2 separate regions of the Sus scrofa genome follow, and region 2 is linked to region 1. Evidence: chromatin contacts called from public Hi-C data. All regions are on one chromosome and are shown on one strand. The core of a region is the stretch at or near the end of the contact, and the rest is flanking DNA. Distances in the headings are between cores, read along the strand shown. Region 1 has its middle 49 kb from the start of ACTR2. Region 2 holds the start of RAB1A (RAB1A, member RAS oncogene family).

Region 1 (6,582 bases), core at 2,516-5,015:
AGGCTAGGGGCCAAATCGGAGCTGCAGGCCTATGCCACAGCTCACAGCAATGCCAGATCTTTAACCCACTGACAGAGGCCGGGGATGAACCTGAATCTTCATGGATACTAGTTGGATTCTTAACCCGCTGAGCCACAGTGGGAACTCCCTTGGCTCAGCATCTTTTTGAAATTCATTCGTATTGTTGCTTATGATCAGAAGCTCATTCCTCTTTATTGCTGGGTAGTAGTTCACTTTATGAACACACTCTGCTTTGTTTATTCACCCTCCCGTTAATAGACATTTAGGTTGTTTCCGGTACGCAACAATCATGGGTAAAGCTGCTACGAACTTTCAAAAACAACTAATTTTGTAGACACGTTTTTATTCCTTTTGACTAAATCCCTAGAAGCAGAAATAGTTGGGCCATAGGGTAGGTGTATGTTTAACTTTATGAGAAACTGATTAACTCTCACAAATAAGAAAAAGGCAAACAATTGTATAAAATAGGAGACAAACAGATTTTACAAAAGAGGCCCACATGGCCAGTAAATATATGAAAAGATGTTCACTTTTATCAGTTATCACAGGAAAGCAATTTAAAATGACATGGTGATTCTCTATAAAATGACAGTGCAACACATTATACTTCCACAGAGTGACTAAGTTAAAAAGACAGAAAATACCAACAACTGGTGAGGAACTCGTATACACTACTGGTGCTGAGTGACATAAATCAGACACACAAAGGTGTTTTCTTTATGATTTTATTTACATAAAGTGCAAAACCAGCCGAAATTAATTTATGAGTTTGAAGTCAGCATAGAAATTATCCCTCTGTGGGAGGGATGGTAGTGACTGAAAGAGAACCCAAGGCAGCTTTTGGAATAGTGATAATGTGCTGTTTCTGGATCTGGGTGCTGTTGACGCAACTGACTTTAATTCATGAAAATTCAATGAGCTCTACACTTATTATACATGCATTTTTTGGTATAGGCGAATCTTGGAGATACTGCAGGTTTGGTCCAGACCACTATAATAAAGCGCATATTTGCCATAAAGCCAGTCACATGAATTAAACATATGTTATGTTGACAGCATACTGTAGTGTGTTATATGGACAGTAGCATTACGTCTACAAAACCAACGTATATACCTTTATTTTAAAAGACTGTATTGCTAAAAAATGATAACCATAATCTGAGCCTTCAATGAGTTGCAACGGTAACTTCAAAGTTAATTGATCACAGATCACCATAACAAATTAATAACAAAGAAAGCGTTTGAAATATTACCAAAATGTGACACAGACACAAAGTGAACAAATGCTGTTGGAAAAATGGGGCTGATAGACTGGCTTAAGATAAGGTTGCCACGGAGTTCCCGCTGGGGTGCAGCAGAAACGAATCTTATTAGTATCCATGTGGATTGGGGGTTCAATCCCTTGCTTTGCTCAGTGCATTAAGGATCTGGCATTACCATGAGCTGTGGTGTAGGTCAGAGATGCCGATCAGATCTGTTGTGTCTGTGGTGTAGGCTGGCAACTACAGCTCTGATTCAATCCCTAGCCTGGGAAACTCCAGAAGCTGTGAGAGTGGCCCTAAAAAGAAAAAAAAAAAAAATTGGGTTGCCACAAACCTTCAACTTGTAAAAAAAACACAATATCTGTAAAGTGCAATAAAATGAGGTATACTTTTATGTATGGTATACTTCAATAAAAAGTTTTGGGTTTTTTTTGTTTTGTTTTTTTGTTTTTGTCTTTTTAGGGCCACACCCGCAGCATATACAGGTTCCCAGGCTAGGGGTCGAAGCTGAGCTATAGCTGCTGGCCTACACCATAGCCACAGCAACATGGGATCCGAGCCATGTCTGCAACCTACACCACAGCTCACAGCAACACCGGATCCTTAACCCACTGAGTGAGGCCAGGGATCAAACCCATGTCCTCATGGATACTAGTCAGGTTTGTTAACCACTGAGCCACAGCAGGAACTCCTGAAAAGTTTTTTAAAAAAACAACCAAACAGACTTTAGTGCAATACTACCATGTACCTCCTAGAATGGCTGAAATTAAAAAGACAGAAAATACTAGGCTGGTGAAGATACAGAGCCAAAAGACTAGTCATACAATCCCTTTGGAAAACTGGCAGTATCTACTAATGCTAAATATATATATATATATACACATGCGTATTGTATACATATGTAATTGTATGTATATTACCCAGCAACTCCATTCCTAGTTATACATGTCCAACAGAAATGTTTGTGTGTGTATATATACACATATATATATTTAAGAATGTTCACAGAAGCAGTATCCACAATAATCCAAAGCTACAAACCACCCCAATACCCATCGATGACAGAAGGGATAAATAAATTGTGGTATGCACACACTGCACAATGTTACCTACCAATGAAAATGAACAAACTCCAGCTCCATGCAACAATGTAGATAAAGCTCACAAACTTAAAGCTGAGAACCCAGATATCAAACAAAACATGATTCCATTAATATAAAGTTCAAAAATAGGCAATACTAAGCTAGGGTGTCAGAGGAAGGATATGATTAACTTAGGGGGCTTTGTGACTGGTAGCAGAGACAGGAGGGCTCTTGGGGTTGTGATACTGTTCTGTTTTATAATCTATGAACATTACAGAAGAGTGTGAAGTTTGTGGAAATTCATGCTGTGCATTAATGATCCCTGCTGTGTAATTTTCTGTATGTGGCACGTCAATAAAAATTTACTTTGAAAATGCCCTTAGTAGTTCCTCTTGGGGCGTAGCGGAAGCAAATCCAACTAGTATCCATGAGGATGCGGGTTCAATCCCTGCCTCAGTGGCTTAAGGAGCCTGCATTGTCGTGAGCTGCGGTGTAGGTCACAGACACGTCTCAGATCTGGCATTGCTGTGGCTGTGGTATAGGCTGTAGGCTGGCAGTTGTAGCTCTGATTCAACCCCTAGCCTGAAAACTTCCATATGTTGTGGGTGCAGCCCTAAAGCCCTCAAACCTGAGATCCAATCTGATTTAACCTTACCTACATGCTATCTTGTCTCTTTGGGTCACTTTTTTCTTTTTTCCTTTCACGGTTATCAGAAACATCATAGTGTTATCAAAAAGGGAAGTTCTCTGTTGCTCCTCACAGCATTGTGAACATAATATATACATGTGTTCTAGAACAGTCTAGTAACACAGCATTAAGCTACGTCACCAACGTGCAAGAGCTGACCAGTTTGGAAAAGCGGAAAAAAAAACTGCAGTGTTGCAACGGCATATGGTATCTACCCCAGTTAGATAAATCATTAACCCAGGTGCTCTGTGGTGAGGGGTAGTTGACTAACCTTGTAAACCAAATCAGGGAGCAAAAGTAAAGAGACTGCAGCCGCCTTAATTTGGTGGGGAGTTCCATGTACCTTCTCAATCCAGTCCAGCTGTTGGTTATCTTACTAAATAAGCTTCCCTCTGATCCGTTAGGGAAAAACAAACAAACAAAAGACCAAACAAAAAAAAACGACCTTCAAGAAAGGTTTTCAAAAGGCTGTTAAGAAAAGCCCAACCAAAATGGCCGTTTACCCCCCTCGACTAACTCATGGGAAACTTTCCAGCAGAGTTGAATTAGTTGTCGATTTCTCTACTAAAAAATGATGAAAAATATTCTTTAAAAATTTAAATGTTTTTACCTTTTTGCAATACGAACTTCCCTTCCCTCGACGACTGCCTTAGCCGCAGCTGCAATAAATATGGATCACGCAGGGAGGTGGGTTCACTCCGCCAGAAGGGGGCGCGCAGGAACGTTACTGAGGATTTCAATTACAATAGGTAGCGTCTGTTTATAGCCCATTGTGGCCGCCAGGTTAAACTACTTGGAATGAGCTACGGTGAATTGCTTCAAAAACTTTGAGCAGTTCTCCACTGTTAACCAAGTAAGTGCAAACTCTGTATTCTACAAAGTTAGTTCAAGATGACTGCTTCAGCGAAAGGTGTTGGCGCATTTTGTTTCTTGTTGGGAAAGTGTGAAATCAGATACAGTGTGTTTTAGGGTAGTGGGAGCAATGACATTTTCTTTAGCTGCCTCACTTCCTCCATTCCCCCTTTGGTGTTAAAAAAAAAATCCATTGCTTTTGAGGGAGAACAAAGCAAGGAGCCAGCCTGGTGAAGAAATGCCCAACACCAAACAGCTTTCTCTGATATTTAAATTTAAACAGTTATTTTCAGCTATTCTTAATACTCATTCCTGGACCTTGTCATTACCTAGAAAGAAACTACAATAGTTTTAGGACTATCACGTTTTTCAAGTACCACTGGAAAAAAGTCACAGATTAAAAAATCCTCATCCAGGAGTTCCCCTCGTGGCTGGGCGGTTAACGAACCCGATGAGGATCTATGGGGATGCGGGTTTGATCCCTGGCCTTGATCAGCGGGTCAAGGATCCGGTGTTGCTATGAGCTATGGTGTAGGTCGCAGACACGGCTGGAATCTGGCTCTGCTAAAGCTGTAGCATAGGCCAGCACCTGTAGCTCTGATGAGACCCCTAGCCTGGGAAACTCCACATGCCAGATGTGGCCCTAAAAAGAAAAAAAATTAAATAAAATAAAAAAATTAAAAATCCTCATCAGGAGTTCTCTGGTGGCTCAGAGGGTTGAGGATCCTGTGTTATCAGTGCTGTTGCTCTGGTTACTGCTGTGGCTCTGGTTACAGCTGTGATGTGGGTTCAGTCCATGACCTGGGAACTTCCTTGTGTCACAGGTGTGCCCCCCAAATCCTCATCTGATTTCATTTTATCAAATGGTTAGTGTTTCTCAGCTTTCTGCTCACAAAATATCAAATGCTAGGTAGCTTGCAAAAGTAGCTCCAATTTAGTTTTTCAAGAGAGTTTTTCAAACCTCTCTCCCAAACCAGTCCAGGGTATCCATATGTATCCCATGTGATGTTGCAATGGGGTACTTTGCAAACAAATCTAAATATGTAAAATAATAAAACATTAGAAGAATGTATAAGAGAATATCTGTATAACCTTGGGAATGGGAAGATCTTAAGCAAGACAGGAAACTCAGAGAAGTTAAAGAAAAAACATAGGTATGTTTGACTACATAAAAATTAATATTTTTGCAACATTAAAGACATCATAAAAATGGAAAGAAAAGGTGAGGGGAAATGTTTGCCACAAAATTGACGGAAAATGGTAAATATCTTAATAAACTAAGCCTCCTATCGATTAATAAACAAAAGACAACACAATAGAAAAATAAGCCAGTGTTATGAAAAGGCAATTCGTAGAAGAGGAACCAGGAAAAGATGTTTGTCTCACTGGCAGTCAGGAAAATGCAATGAATACATGCATGTAAATATATGCCTGAAAAGTACAAAAGTGCTCAATCTATGAGTGGTTGCTTCAGGGCCCAGGAACCTACAGGAGGGTTACAGACATGGGATTTGAAGTCCAAAGGGATTTCAGTGTTAACTGCAATGTTTCATTTCTTTGATTAAAATATATTGATTCAAGGGGAATGTGACACGATGGCAATGGTAATAGTAACAGATGGCAATGGTCATAGGAGATGCATGTGTTCTAGTAATGTTCTGTTTCTTAACCTGGGCTGTTGGTTACAGGGTTGTGCTCAGACTATGAAAATTCACAGAGACACATACTGATACGAGCACTTCAAACAACAAAAACAACAAAATAGTAAGTTTAACTACTTTCTTAAGATATCGTTGACATAAACAAATTATATATATTTAAGGTGTACAACTTGATGTTTTGATATATTGTGATGCCGTTTTTAAACCATCAGATTGAAGGAAAAATAAATTATGATAGATCAAATATATGAACTTTATACAAATGAAACCTGTATATATTGACCTGGTGGGATATCCTCAGGAAGCTAAGTGAAGAAAACAAGCAGTATATATAGACTGACCTCATTTTCATAAGGTTAAGAAGCAAAGACAAGGAGTTCCTGCTGTGGTGCCTTGGGTTAGGAATCTGACTGCAGTAGCTTGGGTCACTGCAGAGGTGTGGGTTCAATCCCCGGGTCAGGGATCAAACCTGTGCCACAGCATAATCAGAGCCACAGAAGTGATAATGCTGGATCCTTAGCCCACTGAGCCACCAGGGAGCTCATATATATATATATATATTTTTTTTTTAAGGTTTTGAGATTTTATTTAAGTCTTTGATCCAGGACATCATCTCTTGCTGATTTAGATTATATTATATCCTCAAGTGTATATTCACAAAGATATATCAATCCTCTTTCCATATTTGGAATATCCCCTTCTGCTGACTTTTTGAAAATTGAAATAGAGTTGTTCTATAATATTATAGATGTTTCAGGTGTACAACACAGTGATTCAAAATTTTTAAAGGTTACATTCCATTTATAGCTAATATAAAATATTGGCTATAATCCCTGTCTTCTATTAAATGTCCTTGTAGCTTATTTTCTGTATAATAGTTTGTACCTCTTAATCCCCTGCCTCTGTATTGCCCATTCCCCCTTCCCTCTCCCCACTGGTAAACCACTAGTTTGTTCTCTATTTCAGTGAATTCATTTTCTTTTTGTTATATTCATAGCTTTTATTTTTTAGACTCC
Region 2 (6,582 bases), core at 1,995-4,494, 59 kb after region 1:
CATTCTCTAAACACATGTGTATCTTCACATTTGTAGGTCACCTTTGTGTCACTTTTCTTTTGTCATTCTAGAATAAATGGCTCCATCTTCCCCATTTCTGCCAATGATCAACATTTTATTCTTTTTCAAGGCCTAATTCAAATACCACCTCCTTCATGAAAATATTGCTAATAGTTTGAGTTGGAATTGTTTCCCTCCTTCCACACGTATCATTTTTGAAGGTCAGGTTTTTAATTGAGGTATAATTTATATACTACTAAATTCACCCCTTTCAGGTGTATAGTTCTATGACTTTTGACAAGCATATACAGTTGTGTAACTATCACCACAATGAAGTAATAGAGTATCTCCATCAGACCCAAAAGTTCCCTTGTGTCTCCTTGTAGGCAGTTCCCTCCTGCATTTCTAGTTTCTGGCAATCACTTTCACTGATTTCTGTCCCATACACCTCCTATTATTTAAATGTATTTTTACATATTCCCCTTCTCAGTTTTGTTTGTGTACACATCTTTCTCTCAAGAGGTTGTTTTCTTGCAGAGAGCTGTAATCACACACCTTTGTATTCCTCATGGTCCCAACACATTTATTACATGACAGGTTATAAATATTTAAAAAAAGAAAAGGGAAAACAAAGTAAGAGAAAACAAAGAAGGAGGAAAGGAAGGAAGAAAGGAGGAAGAAAGGAAGGAAGAAAGAAAGAAAAGAATGAGCCAAAGAATGAATGGACAAATAGCCCTAGGAGAGTTCTGATTTAATGAGGGGCAATCAACAGCTCTCATGCTACTTTAATAAATTATTCTGAGTTATTAATCTTAATTATAAAAGCAGCTACTCTTAAATACTGAATATAAAATATACTTTTTTGGGGGGAAGGAAGTCTTAAACTGTCACTTTTTTGGGGAAGGAAGTCTGAATGTAAATGGCATATATGGTGAAGTAGAGGTGGCAAAAAAACCACCCACCACTCCCAAGTTAAAAAACCATCTAATACTCCCTGCTTGCATATTACAATCCCACAACCACGATATGAGACATTCTGTCTTTAGTATACAGTAGGTCCACTGGAGACTTTCAAGGAGAAAGGTAATTACCATTTACAAAGTGCCCCCAAATTCATTGTACTATACGTTTTATTTGGCTGCTTTTTTTGTTGTCTTCCCCCCCCCGCGCGCGCGCCCATGGCATTCTGAAGTTTCCAGGCCAGGGATCAAGCCCCAGCCACAACAGTGACCAGAGCCGGCAGGGAACTCCTATAATGTTGTATTCAATTCTTACAGTTACTCCATTACTTAGGTTAAAAGTTACTAGTTATTTGTTGGGAAAGGAAATAAATAACTAAAGGAACTATAGGGGTATATATACTTCCAAGGAGAGGAACAGGTGAAAATTTTTATCTTTGGCTCAGGATGAACTCTTCACAGATTTTCTGAGTTTTTCCTTCGGTGAAATCACAATAAGCAGAAAGGAACAAGAGTCCAGGATAATGCGCTTTTTGATGTCTGTCATTGATCTGCTCAGGGTACTTCTCTTGAAATGGTGACCATGTTCATTTCGGAAGCCAACATGATGAGCAGGAATTCTAGTGTACTATTTGATGAGGTTGTCAACTAAGGCACATGCTGGAATTTGTCCCTTAAGGCATATAGTTAGTAAGTGGGTAGAAAAAAGAACTGTCTTCTTTCCATATTTTGGTGTCATGGGAATTTTGCAATCAATCTTTGGAGATAATTTTCTTGGTTCTTAGGACAAGTTGGAAGATAAACTTTGGACAATGTATTATACTATGCCCTTTGTAATTAAGTAACCCGAGATAATGTGTTAAAGTTTAGTGGAGTTTTGAATCCCTGAGCTAATTAAAGAGAGCTGTTAAGACCATAAGGTTTTTAAAAAATTTGTTACTATTATTCCTGGAGTTTCCAGGCATTATATAGTGATGATCTGCACTATCGGTTATTAATTTCCAATCTTGTAGAATGGCTCAGAATGAAATAACTAAAAACAAGTACAATTCAATCCAAAGGCTGGAGCCAGGGCAGAAAGATCACGAATTTTTGTCTGGCTCCAGGTTGTGTCCGGTCCACACAATGTGGGGGCACTGAGAGGCGTGTGGGTAATGATGGAAACGTTACTTCAGCAAGTGAAATCTGGTTATAGGTGCAAAACGGCCCAGGGCAGAGAAGAGACAGAGGCAGATAGTCCACTCGGCCAAGTGTGCTGCAATATCCAGGCTGAGGTGATCAGAGTAGGGCTGGAAAGAGAATGGTAAGAAAATGGTAGTGCCTGTAGCCAACACTGGACGATGACCAGACCCAGTGGAGCTGCATGAGAGAGGAAGAGAACTTAAAGTACGGCTTCGTGTTTTCCAGAGACCCAAAGTTTTCCGTGGAGGCCCCTCGACTCTTCTTCCATGCTTAGAGCGGACGCCCTGGGACCAGCAGGGAAGCTCAAGGCTCAAGCTGGTCAGGCCAGCATAAGGCGCACAGGAAGTAGCACCGGCCAGGTGCGTCCTTCAAAACCCCACTGTCCCCTTCCCTGCGCCTCGGCACTCGAGCTACCCCTTGGATTCTGTGCAACCTCTCTCCCCACCCTCCGGGTGCCCTGTTCCCCACCCCCCTCTTCCGCCAGCGGCCGGCACCGCCCTCTGTCCCTCCCCTCCCCCTCCCCCGTGGGGCGCTGACTCGCCCGGCTGCCACGTCTCACTGATGACATCACCAGGGCCTCTTGGCCTTAGCCAATCCGCTAGGGGGAGTCCGAGCGAAGTCCTAGCCAGCGAGTCAGCGGGGAGGGGAGAAGGGAGGGGCGGAGCGGGGGGAGTAAGATAGGGGGGCATGGGGCGGGCGACAACCCCTCAAATACGCATGCCCCAGAGGCGCGGGGCTTGGCGGGAAGCTGAGTCCGGATCGCGACACCGCATTGTCGTTCCCCAGCGCCTGCTGCCGAGCTTGCAACTCTCTTTCCCGGCATGCCACGCGGTGCGGCCGCCCTTTGGGCTGTGTAAAGGCCCCTCGGTCTAAGGCTTTCCTATTTCCTGGTTCGCCGGCGGCCATTTTGGGTGGAAGCGACAGCTGAGTGGTGGCTGCTGCTGATTGTGTTCTAAGGGGACGGAGTGGGGGGAAGACGTTTGCTCTCCCGGAACAGCCTATCTCATTCCTCTCCTTCGACTACCCGTGGCGCGGAGAGTCAGGGCGGCGGCTGCAGCAGCAAGGGCGGCGGTGGTGGCGGCGGCGGCAGCAGCTGCAGTGACATGTCCAGCATGAATCCCGAATAGTGAGTGCAGGAGAGCACCGGTTGGCTGTGTCCGTGGGCCAGCTCGGGAAAGCTTAGGGGGGGCGAGGAGAGTGAGGGCCTTGGCCAGGATGAGGGGAAGGTGATGGGGCAGGACAGGTTAGCGGCGGGGAGTCGGGCCCCATTGTTTGACGGAGGAGGGGCGGTCGGGGGGAGGGGTCGGGCCGGAGGGGTAAGCGGCCCTGGCCTGGACCCAGTCTGGTTGGAGGGCCTGAGTGCCAGGTCGGTGCGGAGGAACAGTCTGTTAAGGGGGTTGGGGCGTTGGGGAGTTGGTGGTGGGTTGGGAAGGGGTAGCTTCTTTTGGAAGCAGTGGTTTGTGAAGGAGGACTTGTTTTTGAGGGGAGGAGATGGGTGGGAGAACTCTCCTAGAGGGCACTGTCAGACCCTGCGCCCGCATCCTGCGGAGCTGTCAGAACCGTCGGGGTGGAAACCAGCTTTACTTGTAAATCTTGAGCTTGTTGGCTCTCACTTCTACCTTCCCCGTCAGGTTGCAGGTAATATGGATGCTTTTCAGGACTGCGTGGGATTGAGGGGAATGAGTAGATGGTGAAAATCGATATAAAATTTTTAGTTCTTTTTTAGTTATTTCTTGGAGTTCTTTACCAACTCCTCGGGTCATTGCCTTCCTAAAAACCTGGCATTTGTGAGAAATTTTTTTAGAGGACACTGAAGTCATTTTGTCTTGTATAGGTCAAGAGAAAAACAGAACAGGAGCACTAAAACCTAGGGATATCTTTGGTTGGTACCAAATTAAAGGGAATTTTAATTTTCTGCCAAGTTGAAAGGGAAACGAATGGGCCCTATGATCTGTAGGTTTTGGATTACCTACTTGAATGCTTGCAAATAGGGAATGAGGTTCCATGACATGTCATGAAAAGTTAATGCATTTCTTTTTCTTGCTTACTCAAAAAGTCGCCACAGCAGATGTGACACACCTGGCACCTTTTCTGGGAACTGGTGTGTTCACTTTCCTTGGGAAGACTTTATTGGGCTCTCATTAATGGCCCTAAAAAAAAAACCTTCTACATTTTGCATATGTACATTAATGAATAATTGGGGGAGATTTGTTATTCCTCTTCAGTGTCAGAGGGCTTTGGGGGAGGGGAGAATTATTTTAAAGCAAAACCCAGTATTTGTCCTAAATGTTGAGTTTATTTTCTTCTTCGGTCAATTACTGCTAAACTTTTCCCCTAAAAAGGTCCACCCATCAGTTTAGCTGACTGTCATGTGTGTGTCACATGGCTCTTGCAAAATGCATTCTGACTTCAAGTTTTGTAATACTGTGGTTTGATGCTGAAATATCCCTTTTTTTGTACTAAACAGAAGCCATAGTAATTTATTAAAACTTTGTATACTTTAAGACGTTGAGGATAGTGTTCTGATAGTGTCATATTTGCTCTGTCGGCACTTTCCTATTAAGGGCTCCAAGGAGAAAGTTGGTTTTGCATAGTTGGGCAGAGTTGAACTTGAGGTTCCTAACTAGTTTTCCTGGCAACAATAAAGTACATGGATTTTCCATTTTATGGAAGTTCGTCTTCTATTCAGGAAGTTTCTTGTATTTGCTACTTATGTTTAGTACTGTAAATAGGTTTTGAGGATTAACTGAACAGAACCCTGACAAATGATTTAGACTGTGAATCATTCTGTTTCCCCTTTTGTAAAATAGGACAATAGTGATTATTTCTATCAGGGTAGCTGTGAGGCTCAAGTATGTGTAAAAGAATTTGGTAAATTGTAACAGCACTCTGGGTGATATACATCATTATCATGTAAGGCATTCCCGTGGTGCCAGTATTTAGGAATGTAATCCTTATCCTCAAGGAATTTATAATGGAATATAAAAGATAGATTTTATATATGTTAAATACCAGAAGAAATGGCAAGTTCCAGATGTGTGGCATGGGTTGGAACAACAAGATTTTAAAGAATAGTGTAGGGTTATGTTTGGCTAGTAGGGTTCAGGAAGACTTTATAGAAAACAAACCAGTAAAGGAATTATTAGCAATAGATTTGGAGAAGCAGGAGGGAATAAGGAGGATTGTTCAAGGGGGAAGAAGAAAGAACGATGGTTAAATAGCAAGAATAGTTATTCTTAAGTAAATACGGTGCTAAACCATTCTTTCTTTAGAGGACTCTAGATTAATGGCCGCAACAGAATCAAACCCAGAAATTTTTATATTTTTATGGCATTGAGGATGCCAGTACGTGGGCTACTGTATTTATATTCTAGACAGTTTCTAGTAAAATCACTTAAGAGTTTGGGAAAACCTTTGAAAAAGCACTAGTGGCAGGGTGAGAGGAGGTGGTGTTTTATTATGCAAGGTCACAAGAGCAACTAGCAAGTAGATTTTTAGCAATCTGACTCAAGTGGTTTCTTCTTTTTGTCTTTAATATAATACAGAGTTTGTTACCGTCGTAAAAGTAATTAGAGAAAAATTGCAAAATAGAGAAAAAGAAATTCTTAGAGTTTAATCACCCAAATACAAGTCCATTTGCTTTTAAGCCTTGTGCTAAACTTTAAAATCATGTTTTTTTCTTAAGTTAAAACTTTTAATGGATGAGTGCCTTTCATGATTCCACAATGTTATCCTAATAGCTAATATTTATGGCTATTTATGGCATATCGGGTACAGTATAGTACATTATAATGTATGCTATAGCATGCACTTTATATATATGCAAATATGAAAGAATAGTATACCAGGTAATAATGTTTAAAGGTGCAACCTAAATATTCTTTGTTTTGGTTCATCATCTATTTATTTATCCTTTTAGAAACTTTTAAAATCTGCTTTATGAGTGCTGTTCAATTTGGTAATGAAAATGAGTTCTTGATAAAAGAAAAAGTTTAGTTTTCTTAGTATGAACAGGATTTTAGATGTATATAGGTATGAAATATATTACCTCTTGGTAGTTTTATTTCTGAATGCTTTTATGTTATGATCTTTAAGTTGTAATCTTTGGTTTAGTAGTAAGGAGAATAAGAAATACATCAATTAGTGATTAAATTTTAAGCTTTCTCTGACTACTTTCCATGTTATTTGGCTGATTTGGGAGAAATGGTGACCCTTCGTTATTTTTATAGTAGAAATTAAGGTAATGACTGACTCATTTGAACTTCAGGTACTACAAACAAAAACAGAATACAACTGGATGTGGAATCTGAAGTGGTAGGAAAAAAATAGATAAAAAGGATCAGGACTTTTTTTTTTCCCCTGGAGATTTGAAGAAAGATTTTGATTTTTCTGAGTGAGGTGGCAAAGCAGGCAGTGATTATTGTGGCACCCTGGTTAAAAA

The links. Hi-C and Micro-C count contacts between places; a contact is called where the count stands out from the background.
Region 2: a Hi-C map of liver shows a contact between it and region 1, with 5 times the contacts expected there. The contact joins the promoter of RAB1A here to the enhancer-like site in region 1. A contact is called at or near these places in 1 of 5 promoter capture datasets (liver), 9 of 47 Hi-C or Micro-C datasets (alveolar macrophages, embryonic fibroblasts, heart right ventricle and 2 more) and 1 of 2 datasets of contacts at active chromatin or transcription factors (alveolar macrophages).

The regions. Positions count from the first base shown.
Region 1 is chr3:76,774,761-76,781,342 of Sscrofa11.1, forward strand. No RefSeq gene overlaps it. Among named protein-coding and RNA genes, the nearest start is that of ACTR2, 49 kb to the left of the region's middle. Within about 2 kb of position 3,766, at least 19 of the 83 cell types and tissues checked have an H3K27ac peak or open chromatin away from gene starts, as enhancers often do. A contact at or near this core is called in liver, where this site is marked.
Region 2 is chr3:76,834,429-76,841,010 of Sscrofa11.1, forward strand. RAB1A (RAB1A, member RAS oncogene family) reads left to right here and starts at 3,245. Exons shown (of 6, transcript NM_001031787.1): 1 at 3,245-3,267. The coding sequence starts at 3,245.